Regions from separate parts of the Mus musculus genome. Here regions 2, 3, 4, 5 and 6 are each linked to region 1. Evidence: chromatin contacts called from public capture Hi-C, promoter capture Hi-C and targeted proximity ligation data. All regions are on one chromosome and are shown on one strand. The core of a region is the stretch at or near the end of the contact, and the rest is flanking DNA. Distances in the headings are between cores, read along the strand shown. Region 1 holds the start of Atad1 (ATPase family, AAA domain containing 1). Region 2 has its middle 110 kb from the start of Mir3970. Region 3 has its middle 66 kb from the start of Gm29998. Region 4 holds the start of Lipo3 (lipase, member O3). Region 5 has its middle 9.0 kb from the start of Asah2. Region 6 has its middle 110 kb from the start of A1cf.

Evidence for each region. Promoter capture Hi-C pulls out the DNA fragments that hold promoters and counts their contacts. Capture Hi-C pulls out chosen DNA fragments and counts their contacts.
Region 2: a contact with region 1 is called in a targeted proximity ligation map of epiblast stem cells, with 14 times the contacts expected there. A contact is called at or near these places in 10 of 39 promoter capture datasets (the C10 cell line, the HPC-7 cell line, cranial neural crest and 7 more), 2 of 484 Hi-C or Micro-C datasets (CD4 T cells and bone marrow-derived macrophages), 38 of 130 datasets of targeted methods (the 230-238 cell line, DN3 thymocytes, the NIH/3T3 cell line and 24 more) and 1 of 9 other capture datasets (embryonic stem cells).
Region 3: a targeted proximity ligation map of the SCID.adh cell line shows a contact between it and region 1, with 12 times the contacts expected there. A contact is called at or near these places in 7 of 39 promoter capture datasets (the C10 cell line, cranial neural crest, frontonasal cranial neural crest and 4 more), 1 of 484 Hi-C or Micro-C datasets (bone marrow-derived macrophages), 21 of 130 datasets of targeted methods (the 230-238 cell line, the NIH/3T3 cell line, the SCID.adh cell line and 16 more) and 1 of 9 other capture datasets (embryonic stem cells).
Region 4: a contact with region 1 is called in a capture Hi-C map of macrophages, with 4 times the contacts expected there. A contact is called at or near these places in 1 of 130 datasets of targeted methods (large pre-B cells) and 1 of 9 other capture datasets (macrophages).
Region 5: a promoter capture Hi-C map of pre-B cells shows a contact between it and region 1, with 4 times the contacts expected there. A contact is called at or near these places in 2 of 39 promoter capture datasets (liver and pre-B cells) and 5 of 130 datasets of targeted methods (bone marrow-derived macrophages, embryonic hindbrain, embryonic stem cells and 2 more).
Region 6: a targeted proximity ligation map of bone marrow-derived macrophages shows a contact between it and region 1, with 6 times the contacts expected there. A contact is called at or near these places in 5 of 39 promoter capture datasets (the 3T3-L1 cell line, cranial neural crest, hippocampal neurons and 2 more), 5 of 484 Hi-C or Micro-C datasets (the Ba/F3 cell line, CD4 T cells and the G1E-ER4 cell line), 14 of 130 datasets of targeted methods (the NIH/3T3 cell line, T-cell acute lymphoblastic leukemia, astrocytes and 11 more) and 1 of 9 other capture datasets (embryonic stem cells).

Annotation. Positions count from the first base shown.
Region 1 is chr19:32,710,900-32,713,599 of GRCm38.p6, forward strand. Atad1 (ATPase family, AAA domain containing 1) reads right to left here and starts at 1,399. Exons shown (of 10, transcript NM_026487.3): 1 at 1,367-1,399.
Region 2 is chr19:33,263,509-33,266,208 of GRCm38.p6, forward strand. It overlaps the pseudogene Rnls. Among named protein-coding and RNA genes, the nearest start is that of Mir3970, 110 kb to the left of the region's middle.
Region 3 is chr19:33,324,210-33,326,909 of GRCm38.p6, forward strand. It overlaps the pseudogene Rnls. Among named protein-coding and RNA genes, the nearest start is that of Gm29998, 66 kb to the right of the region's middle.
Region 4 is chr19:33,588,956-33,591,656 of GRCm38.p6, forward strand. It overlaps Lipo3 (lipase, member O3), which reads right to left and starts at 1,356. Exons shown (of 11, transcript NM_001013770.4): 1 at 936-1,356.
Region 5 is chr19:32,110,771-32,113,536 of GRCm38.p6, forward strand. No RefSeq gene overlaps it. Among named protein-coding and RNA genes, the nearest start is that of Asah2, 9.0 kb to the left of the region's middle.
Region 6 is chr19:31,974,678-31,977,377 of GRCm38.p6, forward strand. No RefSeq gene overlaps it. Among named protein-coding and RNA genes, the nearest start is that of A1cf, 110 kb to the left of the region's middle.

The sequences.
Region 1 (2,700 bases), core at 149-2,648:
CTACAGTGTACTTAAATATAATAAATCTTTAAAAAAAAAAAACACCACCAACAGACAAATCTCTTGCTTACATATCTTCCCATTCCAATATTAACATTGACTCTAGGCAGATTTAAGACTACTCTGGGTCTAGGCAGAGGTTGATGGTGGTAGCAGCAGCTAAATTTGAGTGAAGAGGTAGCCCACAGAATGGGAGGATATCTTTGTCAACTGACTGACTGAGGATTAATATCCAGAATATATAAAGAACTCCAAAAACTGTGGCTGACACCTTTAATCTTGGCACCTGGGACGTAGAGGCAAGCAGATCTCCAAATTGGAGACCAGCCTGGTCTTCAGAGTTCCAGGACAGCCAGGGCTACGCAGAGAAGACTTATCTCAAAAAACAAAAAAACAAAACCAAAAACAAAACAAAAAAAAAAAAGACCACTGCTCATCATATCCAAAAGTGACTTCGAAATCCTGAAATGAAACGGAAACGTTCTGCTGTGTGGACAGTGAATGGAAATATTTTATACAGTCTCCACAGATGAGGTACATACCCATCTATCATTCATAAAGCACTGATATATCTGCAAATTGGCTGCAAATGTGGAGAATGTATTTCAATTTTGCATAGACGCTAATTTTAACAAAATATACACATTGCTGTATATCACTAAGAAACACCACTAGACCGGTGTTAATTCAGAATTATCTTTAAACGCATATCATTTTAAATCTTTTCCTGTTTAGCTCTGGTTTCAGTGTGGATACCCTATCTCTGAGCAACTACTAACGTTTTTACTGCAGTATTCCCTAAGTCACTGCAGTGTGCTCCAAATGGTCTCTCAACTCAAAGTCCCAGCAATTCTGTGCCTATCAAGGCCCTACAGTCGCAGACTGTGACAATGAATTCCTGCCAGGCTTCGCGGAGAGGGCAGGTCATTATTAACATCAGCATGTTCTGGGAAAGCATGGCCAGCACTGAAGAAACACCTCCGCCTTTGCACAAAGAGGGAGGAGGAGAGGGGCCGGCACGAGCGGACCGGCTCCTTCCAGCCGCCTTCTTACAAGCCTAGCCCTGAGGTCGCCCTGAGCGCCCCCGATCCTCCAATGACCAGGCCGCCTACAAGAGATGTCCTTGCGGGCAGCCGGAGTCTCCCGCCAGCGCTGAGACCTGAGGGCTCGCGCCCGGCCGGGCGCCAAGGCGAGGCCCCGGACGCCCTTGGAGGTTAATCCGCTGGATCCGGGGCGGCGCTCAAGTGTGACCGACGCGGAGGCAGGTGACTACCGGGCTGGTCTCCCCAGGTGAGCGCCAGGCCCTGGGGGACCGGGAGGGATGGGGGACGCACCTGGCCCGGCCCCGCGGGAACCCGCTACTCACCCAGAGGCAGGACCAGAGACGATGGGAGAGCCGTAGCCCGGCCTCGCACAGGAAAGAAACGCGGCCGGGGAGAGAACGCTTCCGGGGGCTGGAGCCCCGCCCCCCACCGCACGGAGCATGCGCGATCCCTGCCGAGCCGGTGGCGTGCCAGCCAAGGCATGGCGACGCAGTGCGGGGCGAGCTACTTTCCCCAACCTACACCTTAGTACCCGCTGGGCCGATAACATTCAGAAAGGTAGATAGGATGAACAGGGTGCTCCCCAAAGGGCTCTGAGTTCAACTTGAGAGACTCAGAAACTGAATTGGGAAAGACGCTTGACACATGAAATCCCTTGCTACTCTGGAGCTGTACGCAACCCTGACAGAGGAGCCTTTTACAGAAGGCAAAGAAATGCTTCCCTGGTTTGATAAACTTCCACCACCACCACCACCCCCCATCCCCGCAGCAAGTCCTCATGATGCTGCTCAGACGCGCATGGCCTCACCATCTGCCTTTCGGTTTCTAGGGTGAGCTCACCCTCCTCCCCCATCTCTGTACTGATGACACCTGGAGGCGGCGCCTGAGAATCCACTGAACGCTTGAGCAGCCAGGCAGACCAGGGAGGTCTGGCAGTTGGGTCAGAATAGGGCATCTGGTGACAGGTTTTGCATATTGATGACTTTTTTTTTTAACCCCTTCCTCTTGCGAAGTGAGGGACGTGACACCAAGATTCCAAGGAACCGTATCTGAAAGCCAGCCCCTTCTGAATGTATATACACTACTAAGGAACAAGAATAAGTAGACACACTGCCCATAAACAAAAGGAGCATCATCACTTCAAATAAAGGCAGTGGGACTATGAAGGAATAAGACAGACTTCTTAAGACCTTTTTATATTCCTGGAGGAGGCAGTTTGTTTCGCTCTGTTTTCAGGATTATCTTTTAAGGCTAAAGAATTCTACAGCCAAGCTGGGATTGGTGTCACATGCCTGTTTTCCTAGCATTTGGGGTGGCTATGCAAGGAGGATTGCTTTATACCCTGGACCACATAAGTAACACACTGCTTCCTCCCTCTGCTGACAGTTATATTAGTAAATGATGTTGTTAATAGCTGTGGAGAGACACAGCCCAGAAGTGCTGCCAGAGCCTGGAAAGTTCCTTGTTAAAGGACTTTACTGGAGTTCGATAGAAGAACACAATAGATGGAATGAATCAATATTAAAAAGAGTTTGGTTTTTTTGTTTTAATTTTAGACTGGTTTACCCAGCACAGTCTTGAATGGTCCAACAATGGCTGTCCTGGTAGCTTCGCAGTGCTGGAGGTAACATGCCTCAGCAGTCCAACAAGACCACAA
Region 2 (2,700 bases), core at 28-2,527, 550 kb after region 1:
TCTGCATGAGGGAGGTTGTAATGTCTTGCCTGTCTCTCCAAATTTTCATTAACATTTTGATGTAGAAAAAAGCAATAAGAGATTGATTTTAAAGCTCAAAACAGAAAGGCATCAAGCTAAGCTAAATTTATAGCTGAAAATAATTTATTTAAACCTAGACATTTATTTTATAATAAGAATGACTATGGTTATTGTTACTAATATTTGCATTTTATATGGAAACACAACTCAGACACCCAGTGGAGAAGTTTTCTGTGAAGGATTACCAGATCTAGACTGTCATGGAGACCATTAAAAGGCATTCCACTTATTCCCACACCCTACTTTCTAATAAAACTTATATCTACTACAGCATCCCATTAACGTCGATATGAGGTTATAAAAGGTAAACTTGCTTGTGGCTTTCAGAGATTGAGAAAAGATATAATTAAGTCCAATTCAATCATGAAAATATCATTCCTGGTGGTTACAGATTCTCCTGAGGTCCAGTCTCAGCAACAAGATGTGTGAGAAAGCCTTCTGAAATGTTTATGTGCATATATGTTCACGCCTGTGGATATGGAGGCCAGAAGAGGGCATTAGGTTGCCTGGAGGTACAGATAGTGGTGAGCCACCTTATGTGGGTGATGAGAAGTGAATTTGGTCTCCTTTGTGGTTGTAGCAAAGGGTCTTAATTGTTGAGCCATCTCTCCAGCTCCTTATTTAAATAATTTTAAATAGAAATGTGTGCTACTAATTAATGATGACCTCATAGCTTATTTATGGGTCATTTGTCAATATTCTGGAGCCTAACATCTGTTCTGTCATTCAAATACCCCCTAGGAGGATTTGTTTATTACTGATAGCAGAAGATAAATTGTGGTGAACATATAGACTCATGACATGACCGCTCCTTGGTATGGTTAGGTGGAAGGTTTTTAATGTAGATAAGGGAGAGATAACAGCTAGAGGCAGCTGGGAGAGTTCAGAGAAGAGGCAAAAAGAAGTAGACTGAGCATGGTCAGCAGACTAGACATGGCCAGGGCTGCCTGTGAGAGAGGGAAGAAGAGCAAGCTATAGAGAACAGAGAATCCATAGTGAGAAAAGCAAGAGCAGAGCATAGACAGATCATAGTGAAAATAGCAGCTTATAAGGATAAAGTGTAGCTGTGGGGAGGGAACCCGGTAAGCTGGAGGGAGGTAGAGTGGGGAGAATGTGAGTAAGCTAGGATGCTAACACAGACTTTGAAAGGTGTAATTTGTGATCCTGCTGGAGCCTGGAGGCCCACATGAGCTTTGATATGCTAATAGACACCATAGGTAGCCACACTCCCTTTTGCTAGAGGTAAGAGGTGACTCCTTTTGGTAGAGGGTGAACAACTTCAGAGGTTCCTGAGGAATGTTGGCCTTTATCTATCAGAATTCCTCCTATAGTTTTGATTGAGCTCATTTCTGGATATTTGGACTGCCTTTGGGGGCTTGGGAGATTCACGATTCCTTTGGATCTGACAGTTAAGACTGTATGTTTTGTAGCTCAGAAGTAGAAATGGACAGATCCCATCTTTGTCTCCTCCCTAGAACACTGTGGGGTTGGCAGGTAATCATAGGTCCCTCAGTTTCTACCCATTCTGAAATCCATCCTTGAGTCTCCTTTTGTGCACTCCTGGGAGCAGTGATACACATAGTCATATTCTCATAATAAATTCTTTCTTTTTTTGTAAGTTATAACAATTTTTTGTCCGATCACTGGGAGACTCTATTCTCATTAGTGAGCTAATATTGATAAAGATAGATCAATCCAACATATACTCTGTCAACACGGTAGTTTTTCTCCTTGCTGTGGTTTATTTTATTTTCACTTTCTTGCATATCAAAGCCATTTTAACATGAAAGAAACAACGCCCAACTTCAAAGTCTTTCAAACATAAAACAAATAGGTAGTTACTGTTGCCATGGTTCCTGTCAATGAATCTCACAGCCTGATTGCCTGTAGAGCCAGGAGCAAAGTGGAGCTAAAGGCTCTCTGGGTGTCACTGCTGCCACTTAACTTAAGCTCCTAGTTACTGCTGTAATTATAGGCTCCACAGTTGCAGGTGATTACCAAGCAGTACAAAGCCTATTTATGTATTTAGGTTTTTCTCAGAGCAGTTTTTGATTCTGAAACTAATAAAAAAGATTATCTGTCCTCATGATTTATAGATGGCAAAAATATTTTTGTGAGTTCAGATGGTTTCTAGACCCATTTAAACAACAAAGACTTTAAGAAAGGTGTGTGCACAGTTAGGGTCAACTTCTGGCTGAACAAAGGTTGATGGCACATGCCTTTAGTCCAGCCCTCAGTGGATCTCTGTGAGTTCCATGTCAGCCTGGCCTATCTGGTGAGCTCCATGCTAGCCAGGGCTACACAGTGAGACCTTGTCTCAAAATAAAACACTAACCAAGCAAATACAAAATAAAAATAAAAATGCAAGGAGATTTATATACATAGTACTGATATTTCTTGAAGCATGTATGAAATCAGGACATGTCAGAGTTGGAAATTCTCTTACAGTGGACTCATTCAAATTCTAAATTTACTACATGGAAAGAAAGATCTAGAGCTATATGGGAAATTATAATGGCAGAGTTGATTCAAACCTCCAGTCCTGAGCCTAATAGAGCACAATACAGTGTAGGAGAACAGTCCTCCTTCACCGTTTCTTTCATGGAAATATCTCAAATG
Region 3 (2,700 bases), core at 187-2,686, 610 kb after region 1:
TACTCCTATGTAGTTATGATATGCAGACAAATTGATGATTTCATAATTCCTACTAAGGATTTTATAAAATTTATAAATTTATACAAGTAACTTCAAGCCCTATAAAAGCTGCAAATAGGGCTCTGAAAACTTCATGCATCATGGTCTATTTGCACTAGGATAAGAAAGCAGGCTTGGAATAAATTTACAGTCAGGAAAAAAACGTTCCTTCTAGGTTAGCTGTGAGACCATTATCTGGTAACTAAAAGTCATTAACTGGGAATGGACAATTTAGTGTAGTGCAAGAACAGATAATAAAATATTGACTCACACACACACACACACACACACACACACACATATATATATACATATATATATATATTCTGTATATATATGTATATATATAAATATAAAACCTCAAAATAATAAGACATTAGGCAGATGTTTTGTCTATTGACAAAACCATGCTGACTTATGACATAAAAATTATTGCCTTAAACTTATAATGAACTTATGGCTCTAGGAGCTAGATAATGAATATTTAGTCAGGTACTAGTCTTAATGGAAAGATGTAAACATTTTTGCTGTAATTCTTTGCCATTTTATGTCATGAGCTATTGTCTTGAACGTAAGAAAGTGAAGACGTTTAGGAAACCGAGTGATCATTTATCTTGACAACGTACAAGAACTATGAACAATAAAATGTAGGTGCAATTTTCTTCAGCTTCATCCAGAGTGAGTGTTTTCTGCATGCGTGAATTTTCTCTTTTCTTTCATTTTTTTTTTTTTTTGCTTTTCTTTTCCTTTCTCCCTGGTTCATCAAGAGTTAATGAGTTTTAAGCCTATAGCCTGGTCAGCTAGAGAGGTCCTTGAGCTAGAGAGAAAAGAACCCTAGCAATTAAGCTTTTTTTTTTTTTTCCCCCTTCTTAATCCTCTGCCCATTGCCAGCAGGAGTTAGTAAAAGAGTTATAGACAGAAGAATCACCAAAAATAATGCAGCTTTGGCCCTAACAGCTGACTACATACTCCATTGCTGCCTTTCCTGTGAAAAAAAACCCCATGATCCTGGGCTGGTCACCAGCATTCCTAAAAGTGTAAATACAACTTGCTCAGTATAATGTTATGTGCTTATGTACATATATGATTATGTTCAAATATACATAGGAAAAAAAAGACCATGAATTTGAAAGAGAGCAAGAAGGGGTAAATGAGAGGATTTTCAGAGAGGAAAAGGAAAGGGGAGGGAGAGATGATGCAATTATGATCTCAAAAAAAAAAAAAATGAATAACGAAAGTAAAACTCAAGACTTCTGAGAGACGGGAGAATTAGTCTTCCCCAAGAATAAGTGCTGAATGGCTTTCCAATACCAAGTAATCATTCCTGAAATCATATACACAAGTAATACTAACTGAACTCAGCAGGTTGCATTTATATATTTACCCACACAAGGCCATGAATTGAGAGAGAATAGGGACTGGTATGGGAGAGGCTGAAGGGAGGAAAGGTGTGTGTGTGTGTGTGTGATATGATCATATTTAACTAAATTTTAAAGAAAAATGAGAAGTATGAAAAATTGGGTGTGGTGGCTCACACCTTCAATCCCAACAGTCTGGAGGCTAAATAGAAAGATTTGTCCAAGTTTAAGGCCCATGTGAGCTACATAGTGAGTTCTAAGCCAGTCTGGACTACAGAGGGACTCCTTTAAAACAGAACAAAATGGAATTGTACTTCTGGTTTTTCCTTACTACACAGCAGACACAGAAAGAGTTTATAGCACCACAAACCACATGCTTTTAAGGCTCTGTATCCTTGATGATGAATCTTGACTTTCATCCTCAGCTGTTAAATTACCACCATGAAAATCACTGCCAGTGGCCAAGTTGCATGAAATAATAATTATGTGTTTACTGTTAACCATCAGTCAAATTTAAGTACTTCGAGGTGAAATATGAAATATGAATGAATAGTCTGTAGTCCTACTTACCCCAAAGTACACCACACACACACACACACACACACACACACACACACACACACACCCTCTCTCTCTCTCTCTCTCTCTCTCTCTCACTCACTCACTCACTCACTCACATATCAATCTTTATATTAATTTTCTCTGAATAATGTTCTTGGCAATTAAAACAATCAACTGGGAAATACAAAACAGACAGTCTCAAATGACATCCCTAAAAGAGTTTAATCAGCAGCAAACCAATCCATAAGACAGTGTTCAGGTAGGTTAATGTTAATAAAAGTCATATACCTATCCTTTTACAATCATCTGTCATTGAAAATTATCCTGGTGTACAAGGCACTCTCTCCATATTCAAAGCTCATGATTCATGGCTGACAATTTCGCACATCTTTATCAGAAAGCAATTCTTAGCTGTCCCATGTTGCTAACATCTGCACCACAAAGAAATTGTAAAGACCAAAATTCACAAAAGATTACTATTATCACATTTCTTAAAAGAGAAGCAATACATTATAATTTGATATACTGATAGTTTTTGAAGCACTTTCCAATGTAAACTTCAAAAGATCATCATGAATATTTAATTTCAATGCAGCACACATCAAGTGTTCAAAATTATCAGCTGCTGGGAAACTAAATCCACTGATAAAAGAATGTAACCACTTATTAAAGCCACAAGCATGATTTTGAGCTGTGATTATATGTAAATCTAATGTCATTACAATTGATAACTGTGGGATTA
Region 4 (2,701 bases), core at 106-2,605, 880 kb after region 1:
CTTGTTCCATATACAATCTCATCCAACTTTCATAAGGACAATATAAACATGTCATTGTCATAAGAGGCAAAGTTTAAAATGTTTTACAATGGATGATTTGTGTCATTTTACACCATATATGTATCTACTAAAACTTGTGGTGACTAACTTACTTTTGGTGCTCTTTGACATAATGAGAGCAGGTGATGTACTGAGCTACCAGTTAACTGTGCATTTGGGACCATGAGGACTGTTGGCACTAGTCATTCATAAGCAACTGTCAGCCATAAATGAACTTCTTGAAATTATACAACTCACCCTAGCTTGGTTGCTTTATTTATTATTGTCTTTGTCCAAAAACATTAAACTCATTAAAGTAGCTAAAGACTTTATATCGCTCATTGTCCCGGGTATTTGGTCCTGTTTTTGCTTTTGTTTTTAATTTGAAGAAACTCATGAATAATACAGCATTGCTTTACAATTAGTCATTAGTACATATTGTGTTAATCTGAAAAAATGAACGAAGTAATGAATGACTAAAACTAAATGGATGGAACGCCACAATGAATATAAAAGGTTATTCAGTCAGGATGTACAAGAAGGCCTCTTATTCTAGATGACTAGAAAGTCTTAGTCCAGGTGGATTTGGGGATCTGCATCCTGGAGAAAGCTTCGATGGTACAGAGCAGCTTAGCCCACAGGGCTCCCATGGGCTGATGCTTGCCAGGCACAAGCCTCCCTGGGCAGGGCTCCGGGTCCAGTCCTCTCTGCACCAGAAGCCGCCTCCCCGGAGCAGCAGCCTCCAGTCACGTGACAGCTCTCACAAGGAGAGCGCGCAGAGGCGGTCCTCCCCGGAGAAGCCCCCACTGACTGGGCTTTTCTCTCAGAGCGACTGGGTGGCCCGCCTACTTCACCAAGGAGAGGCCTGTCACCCTCTGGTTGTCCTAACAACTCACCTGTGTCCCCACCCTTGTCTCACAGGCCGAGGTACAGGGGGGCGGTTGTTTCCTTCCTCAGCAGCGCGGCACACAGACTTCCGGTTAGCCCGGCGCCCACAACCAGTACCCGGGACATGGCGGCGGGCCTTCAGCTAGGCCGCTGACAGAGGCGCGGAGCCTCGCCGTCCCACTCTACCACTGTGTCCCCGCCTGGGTCAGGCAGGGCGGTGCCCTGCGCGGGACGTCTGCTCCTGAGAGCGCGGAGAACCCCGCAGGGGTGACTGAGGCCCAGGGGACGTTCTGCCCAGGCCTCCACCGAGCAGCTTACTTACTGGGCGAGCCCCAATCCCATCGTCCCCTGGAGGATAAATCAGGAAGTCACCGCCAGTTGGCCTCTTGAGGATGACTGAAGTGAGTGAGAGGAGTCAGCAGCAAAGCCGCAGCTGGATTTCTTTTGGGGTTTTATAGGCCACTTCAGGTGACAGAGGGTTTTGAAATCAGAGAGACATTTCTGTCGTTGTTATACAGCCTGAGAGACTACAAATTATGTGTCCTTCCTGACATTGGCTCCTCAGTGACCGCAAAATGTGGAAAATAATACCTCCTTTCCAAAGTTGTGAAGAATGCAGGTACTTGGTTCACCAGAAAATTTTGTCTCACTTACCATGTCCACAAATACCAACTTCTGTGTCAAAATGGGATCACTATGAACGAAGGAATATTCTGTGAAATGGAATCTGCCATGACCATTGCCCTGTCATCAACTTTGTCCTAAGAAGTTAAAAAAAAAAAAAAATGAAAAATAGGAACCATTAAAAAACCTGCAAACCTAAAAGTTCAGCCTCTATCTCCCTTCCCAGCTATTGTCTATATAGCAACTCTTTCTTACCAATTAAAGCCAGCTGGAGGCAGTGACTCTCAGTGTCATAAAGTGCTGCTTTTGGGAGAGAATTAAGACAAAGTATTAGAACCAATTGCCAATTGTACTCCCTAGTGATTAAGCATTCAACTATATGATCTTAAAGATGTCATTCTTATTAAAACTACCACGTGTGCTTAAATCTTCTAAACTGCATATTTTTCAAAGCACATACTCTGATAATAAACATGAAATGTTTTCAGTCTCCTTACTACTGGCTATAGAGATATTGATTACAGTGCTATTAAATCTACAATGTTTTAAAAATCACACATTTTCAAGTCAAATTAATAACTCCAACATGAAAGAGATAGAGCCAAGTGATATTATTCCCTGTTCTAGAGTGAGACTTGTTTTGATCTTTGTTTGTTTCTGAGTTTTACTGAATTACTTAATATCAGGACTTCAATTTAGTAAAGAAAAAATAAATCTTTTAGTAGAAAATAGTTTGTGAAATAGAGGTTAAATTTCAATGGAAAGTCATGGCTTAAGGACTAGATACAATAATTATGAATATAATAATGATATATTGAAATGAAAAAGCTTTATGATACCAAGATACCATACTCACTATCAGCAATGTAAATTACTTAGGCCTTCTGGACTATCAACGGCATTGTAATTCTTATTCTCTTCTATTCCCTGTAAAATTTGTATGACTGTATTCAGTGGTTGCATTTGCAATAAACTTTAACATTTGTCCACTAAAAAAGTCAAACATTACAAAGCTCAAAGTTCGACCAAAGAACTCCTCCAGCTGATAAACAACTTGACCAAAGTGGCTGAATATAAAATTAACTTAAATCAGTAGCTTTCCTCTACTCAAAGGATAGACAGTTTGAGAAAGAAATTAGGGAAATGCCAC
Region 5 (2,766 bases), core at 46-2,545, 600 kb before region 1:
TCAGCCTCTACTGATTACCCAACCCAACATAGCAAAGGCTTTGCTGAGACATTTCCCTATAAAGCCAGACACAAAAGCTTTATTATCTATATCACTACAGAGCCCTGCATCACTACCAGAGCCTTGCAGCCAAGTTAATCATATGCCTCAAGGTCATTTAAGACTATGCGTGTACTTCGCCTGAGGTTGTGCTGTGTATGCGACCCGTTTAAGTTTTACCTTATTACTTCCATACATACTTACTACCTCTTAGATTTCTCAGGCAATCAGCCTTCATAATAAAATCTAAAGGCACAGCTTTAATTTTAAGTTATGTATTCTTTCCATGCCCCTAATGTAGAATAATGTGTGTCTGTGTGTGTGTGTGTGTGTGTGTCTGTGTGTGTGTGTGTGTGTGTGTGTGTGTGTGTGTGTGTGTTGTGGTAAGCTTTTGCTCAAAGAGCCCAACAGTGTAAAAAGCATCTATAAACAGGACAAATATCCCATAAATGTTGGAAGCAACATGTAGATGCGGCTGATAACATCTGTGAAGCTTTGAGTATTATTCCAGGAAAGTTATGTCAGTGAGGTAGCTTCTCCCCTAGTATAACTCTGCTAAAGCTTTCTCTGAGGAATCAATCCCTTGTTCCTTTCCTATAACACGCTTTCTGTGCTGTTCAAGAAGTGGAGAGGAAAGCCCTGTGTTAGGGCCAAGTAGGGATATAGGATGGAATGGAAAGGCAATAGGAGCAGATCAGGCACATACAACTGACAACAGACAGGCCAGAAACAATCTACAGACAGACAGAAGACACAGGGAGGAAAAATGAAGAATTCGATTTTGAGCTGGCTTTTTGGTCAAAGTATTCCAGGAGGAAGTTTGTCTTCATTCCTTAGTGAGATATGAACACATTTCGGCACCCACCGTAAGGTGTCTTTAATACACGAACCAACACAGCCAGTAAGTCTTAACTCAAAAGATAAACGTATGAACAAGTTCTGAATTTTAGTTGAGGAGTCTGTGGAGATGACCTAGCCTCTGCTGGGAACGGTGCATGAGTCGAATGCAGACTGCTCTCTGTATGGCAAGGCCTGAGGAGTCAGGTCCGCATGTAACAAGGACCTGTGGGAATATTCGTGCAGACCCCCCCCCCCTTTCCCGGGGGGAATGCTTGGTTCACTTTTGCCTTGTGTTTGCATTTTTGACTTTGCTATGGGAAGTCTTTACTTTCACTTTGTCTTTTACAGATGTTTCCTCAGAAACAGAAAAAGAAAGCTTGGACTATGACTTGTTCTTGTTTTTCTCTGAGGATTGTGGGAGGGGAACAGATCAACCATGAAGGTAAGGTTGAGTCAACACAAGGCCCTGGACTGGGAACAACAGCTAACATCTGGATGCTTTCTTTCTTCTGATGGGAACTTAGTTCTGACAACAATTTGCCCACCAACATATTTCAAACAGCAGTTAGGTGATTACCAAAAAGTTAGGGTGGTCTTGCTGCGTTGTTGGTTCCAAGACTTAATGGGAACATTCAGAGGTGAGCCAGGCAAGAATGAGGAACTGACTCAAGTTACAAATTTGCTGAGCTTTAAAGGAATTAGATCTCCTGATGAGGCTATGGAGAGATGCTAGGTGCCAATAATTAACTCAGAATTTCCTGGCTATGTCGTCTATCACCTCTGTATACTGTAACCACAATTACTACCAACCATGGTCACTTGGTTATTTACCTATGTACTGGGTTAGATATTATTAACTGCTTGCTGAAGCTATGTTTCCTCTTTCTTGATACAGTTCATGGTTAGCAGGAAACCACAGAGACTGGGGAGAGAAGGAAGGGGAAAATATTGTGTGCACGTTATTGGTAAGCACAGGGAGTTCTTAAAAGCGACTGTACATAAGAAAATGGGAAAATGGATGTAAAATGTTTTCAGCTGTGAAGAAGCAGGTCTATAAATAAAGGCGGCCTGAGCGGTCTCACTGCTAGGGTGTGTGAGTGGCTCTTCTTGGTCCAAGCCTCCTTTGGCCTATTCTACATGTCCTGCTTCGTGTTTTGAACCCTGCTGGGGCTGGACTCTGGCAGATATGCCTATTGTCATTGAGGGAGAAGCAAACCGGCACCTTTATCTAGTCTAATTGATAAAGAGAAACAGAAATGATTGATCTGTGGAAACCAAGTAGAATAAAATAATGGTAGAGACTCTATATGGGTATACAGGCTTTCAGTATAAAACTTAGATATCTCATAACAAAATGGAACGAGGTAAAGTTTGTACAGAAAAGTTCCTCATTTTTGTCTAAGAGAAGTAATGGAGTCTCTAAGGGCAGGGGCAATCCACCATTTCTTCTGGTTTTCAGTGGTGATTCAGCATTGAACAACTTGCATTTTGGCGATCGTTTTGCTGTCCCAGACGTATGGCAAGCTCAATTTTCTATTCTTGCCATGTGTGAAAGTGATACTTCAGAAACCTCCTTGTCTCCTTTTCACTTTTGTTTGGCTTTGGGCTTGGACGAGTGTTCACAGCACGTGGGGGCTGTGTGTGCTGAACACACTGACATTTTCTCTTCTGAAGAAAGAATGCTTTCTATCCCTACCCCCAACCACTCCCACCCCTGTCCACCATGTCTCAACCACCTCTGCCGTTGTTGGGCACAATGTCTTGTAGGACAAGGACTTCTGGATGTATTCCTCCCTTCAGCTCTCCTCCTCCTCCTCCTCCTCCCACAGTTGCATCCCTCTGTTCTCAAGATCCCAGGCCCCAGGAGCCTCAGAGGAAACTCTGACA
Region 6 (2,700 bases), core at 139-2,638, 740 kb before region 1:
CTGTCCTATACAAGACTGGTGTTCACTTTGTGACAATACATTCAGATTCTACACAATTTCCTGTGTGCATCTGTCTGTCATTCCCGCCGACTCCTTGCCCACCTGTGACTAGAGACCCTTTCCACGCAGACAAAGGGACCCAGAGGGTCTGCAGCAGGGGATACTTGGGTTTGTATTCATTTTAATAGTTATTACAGAGAAATGCTACCAATCAGATCACATTTAGGCACTGGGGCCAGAATGGCTAACACATAGCTGACTCAGGCTGGAGAGATGGCTCAGCCATTAAAGGTTACGCTTCCAATCAAAATATGAGAGGACTCCATAGGTCTACATTATAAGAGAGTGAGTTGCCAGGAAGAGAGTTGGCACAAAAAAAAATGGAAAAAAGGGAAAAGAAGCTATGTTAGGTGAGGTGGTTCTCTGAGCAGGGGTCACTTAGCTAAATGGTAAGGGGTTGGTGGAAAGAGCAGGCCACCCAGAGGGGATGACAAATGTAGATCATCTACAAACTACAGAAAATGAAAAATACCTAAAATATACAGTATACAGCCTACCATTCAAAAATGACAACTTAAATAAGATGGTCTAGAAAATAATTTCTTCACAAATAGTAGAGATGGCGAGACTAAATACTATATATACTAAATATCTATAGGTAAATAGAGAAGAATCACAGAAGAGCTTTCTCAGAAGTGAAAAATGAAATGAAATGAAATGAAATGAAATGAAATGAAATGAAATGAAATGAAATAAATTGAAGTCACCACACCCAGATGGTTTCAGAACAGAACTCCAAGAAAACAAGATCAGGCAACACACCTGAGATCTAAGAAAGTATAGACAAAGAAGCAGGGGTTTAAATTCAGTAAATCTCTCTGTAAAAATGAATATAATATTGTTACCAATAATTAACAAATACTATAAACACACACACATACACACTCATGCACACATGTGCACGCATGTGTGCACATGCGCACACACCACAAAACAGAACAATCTCATTGGTCTAGGTTCATTTCTGTTACCATGATAAAATATCCTGACAGAAAAGCAACTTCTAGGAGGGAGTGTTTAGTTTAGCTAGCAACCCCAGGCTACAGTCCATCACTGATTTCTGAAAGCAAACAATGAAACCCTATAGGTACTGGGGAAAGGAGAAATTTTCTAAATTTCTTTAGAACTGAAAAGCAGATAATTTTTTCTTACTTTTATTCAAAACCCGAGTTCAATGAACTAGAAAGTGATTGTCTAGTTAGTGCTTCTGTTGTGATAAAATGGCCACTAAAAAGTGACTGAGGGAGGAAAGGGTTAATCTGGCTCACCCTTGAACAGGAAGTGGGGAGAGGGAGGAAGCAGAGAGAGGAGGCTTTACTTCCTGGATTCCTTCCTCTGCCTGCTCAACCTGCTTTCTTACAGAATTTACATCTGCCTGCCCAGAGATGCTGCTGCCAAGAGTGACCCTGCTCCATCAATCATCAGTCAAGCCTGTAGGCCAGGCTAAGGGAGGCAATTCCTCAGCTGAGGCTCCCTCTTCCCAGGGGACTCTAGTTTGTGTCTAGTGGGCAAAAACTAACCAGCACAGTAATTCGTGGTTAATAAAAATTTTAATTTTTCTCAATGAGCAAAAATGTTAATGTTTTAAGGAACCATGATTTCCGGTATAAAATGAATAAAATAAAATTCAGAGAAATTAAATCAACCGCTGTCATTTTCACTGCAGTTGAAGCACCAGGCTGTTCTTATTTCCTTCCTTGTGAAATATGCACATGTCCAATTTCTCTCCAGTGACAAGACCATGAAGCAATAGGGAGCACTGGGCATCTCGAAATGGAACAGAGGCCCAGACCTTAGCACAACTGATTCCATGATGGAAGCACCATTCAGGCCATAAAACTCAGCACATAGACAGTGCCACATGCCAAAACTAAAACCAAAAAACAATCCATATATGTTCATAGTTCTGGGAAAGCCTCAAAATGTACTAACCTTGCTCTGTAGCTTCTACAGTGCTGCTTCTGCCTGTTTTTGTTAACTGAAGTATGTCAATGCAGAGCATGGCTTTTGTGCTTAAACACTCACAAATGAGAAAAGAAGAATTCTGGGGGTCGCATTGAAGTCCCAAGCTCTAGACCTCAAGATATTGGGGTTCTCAGAGGCCATTGGAGCAAGGAAGAGTATGGTGATCAGGGAACTTCTAGGGTCAATTGCTGCCTAATGCTTCAAAGGCACCTTTGAAATGACACCTCCATTCCAAAGGAAACAAATTAGAAAGTTGCCTGGTCTGTCACCTCCAAGGGTAAGTCTGGTTAAGATGCCTTCTGTTTGGACATAAAGGAGAGGTCAGACTTGGCTGCTGATCCAGTGTCCAGGAACTAAGATGTCTCTGGATCCTTCTGTCTGTTCAGGTTATAAACATGGCCACCCCTGGTTGTCTTTATTCTCTCTCTCTCTCTCTCTCTCTCTCTCTCTCTCTCTCTGTGTGTGTGTGTGTGTGTGTGTGTGTGTGTGTGTGTGTTTCTGTGTGTTTGTCAGTTCTGCTTCCCTGTATTAACAATGGCTTTCTCTGGTGTGAGAACTCCCTGGCTCAAGCCCATAGAACAGAACTGATTGATCTGACCCAGGCTCTCAGATGGAGGAAAGCCTACCACCATATACACAGCCCCCCAGTCTGGATGCTCTCACTACCAGGCATGG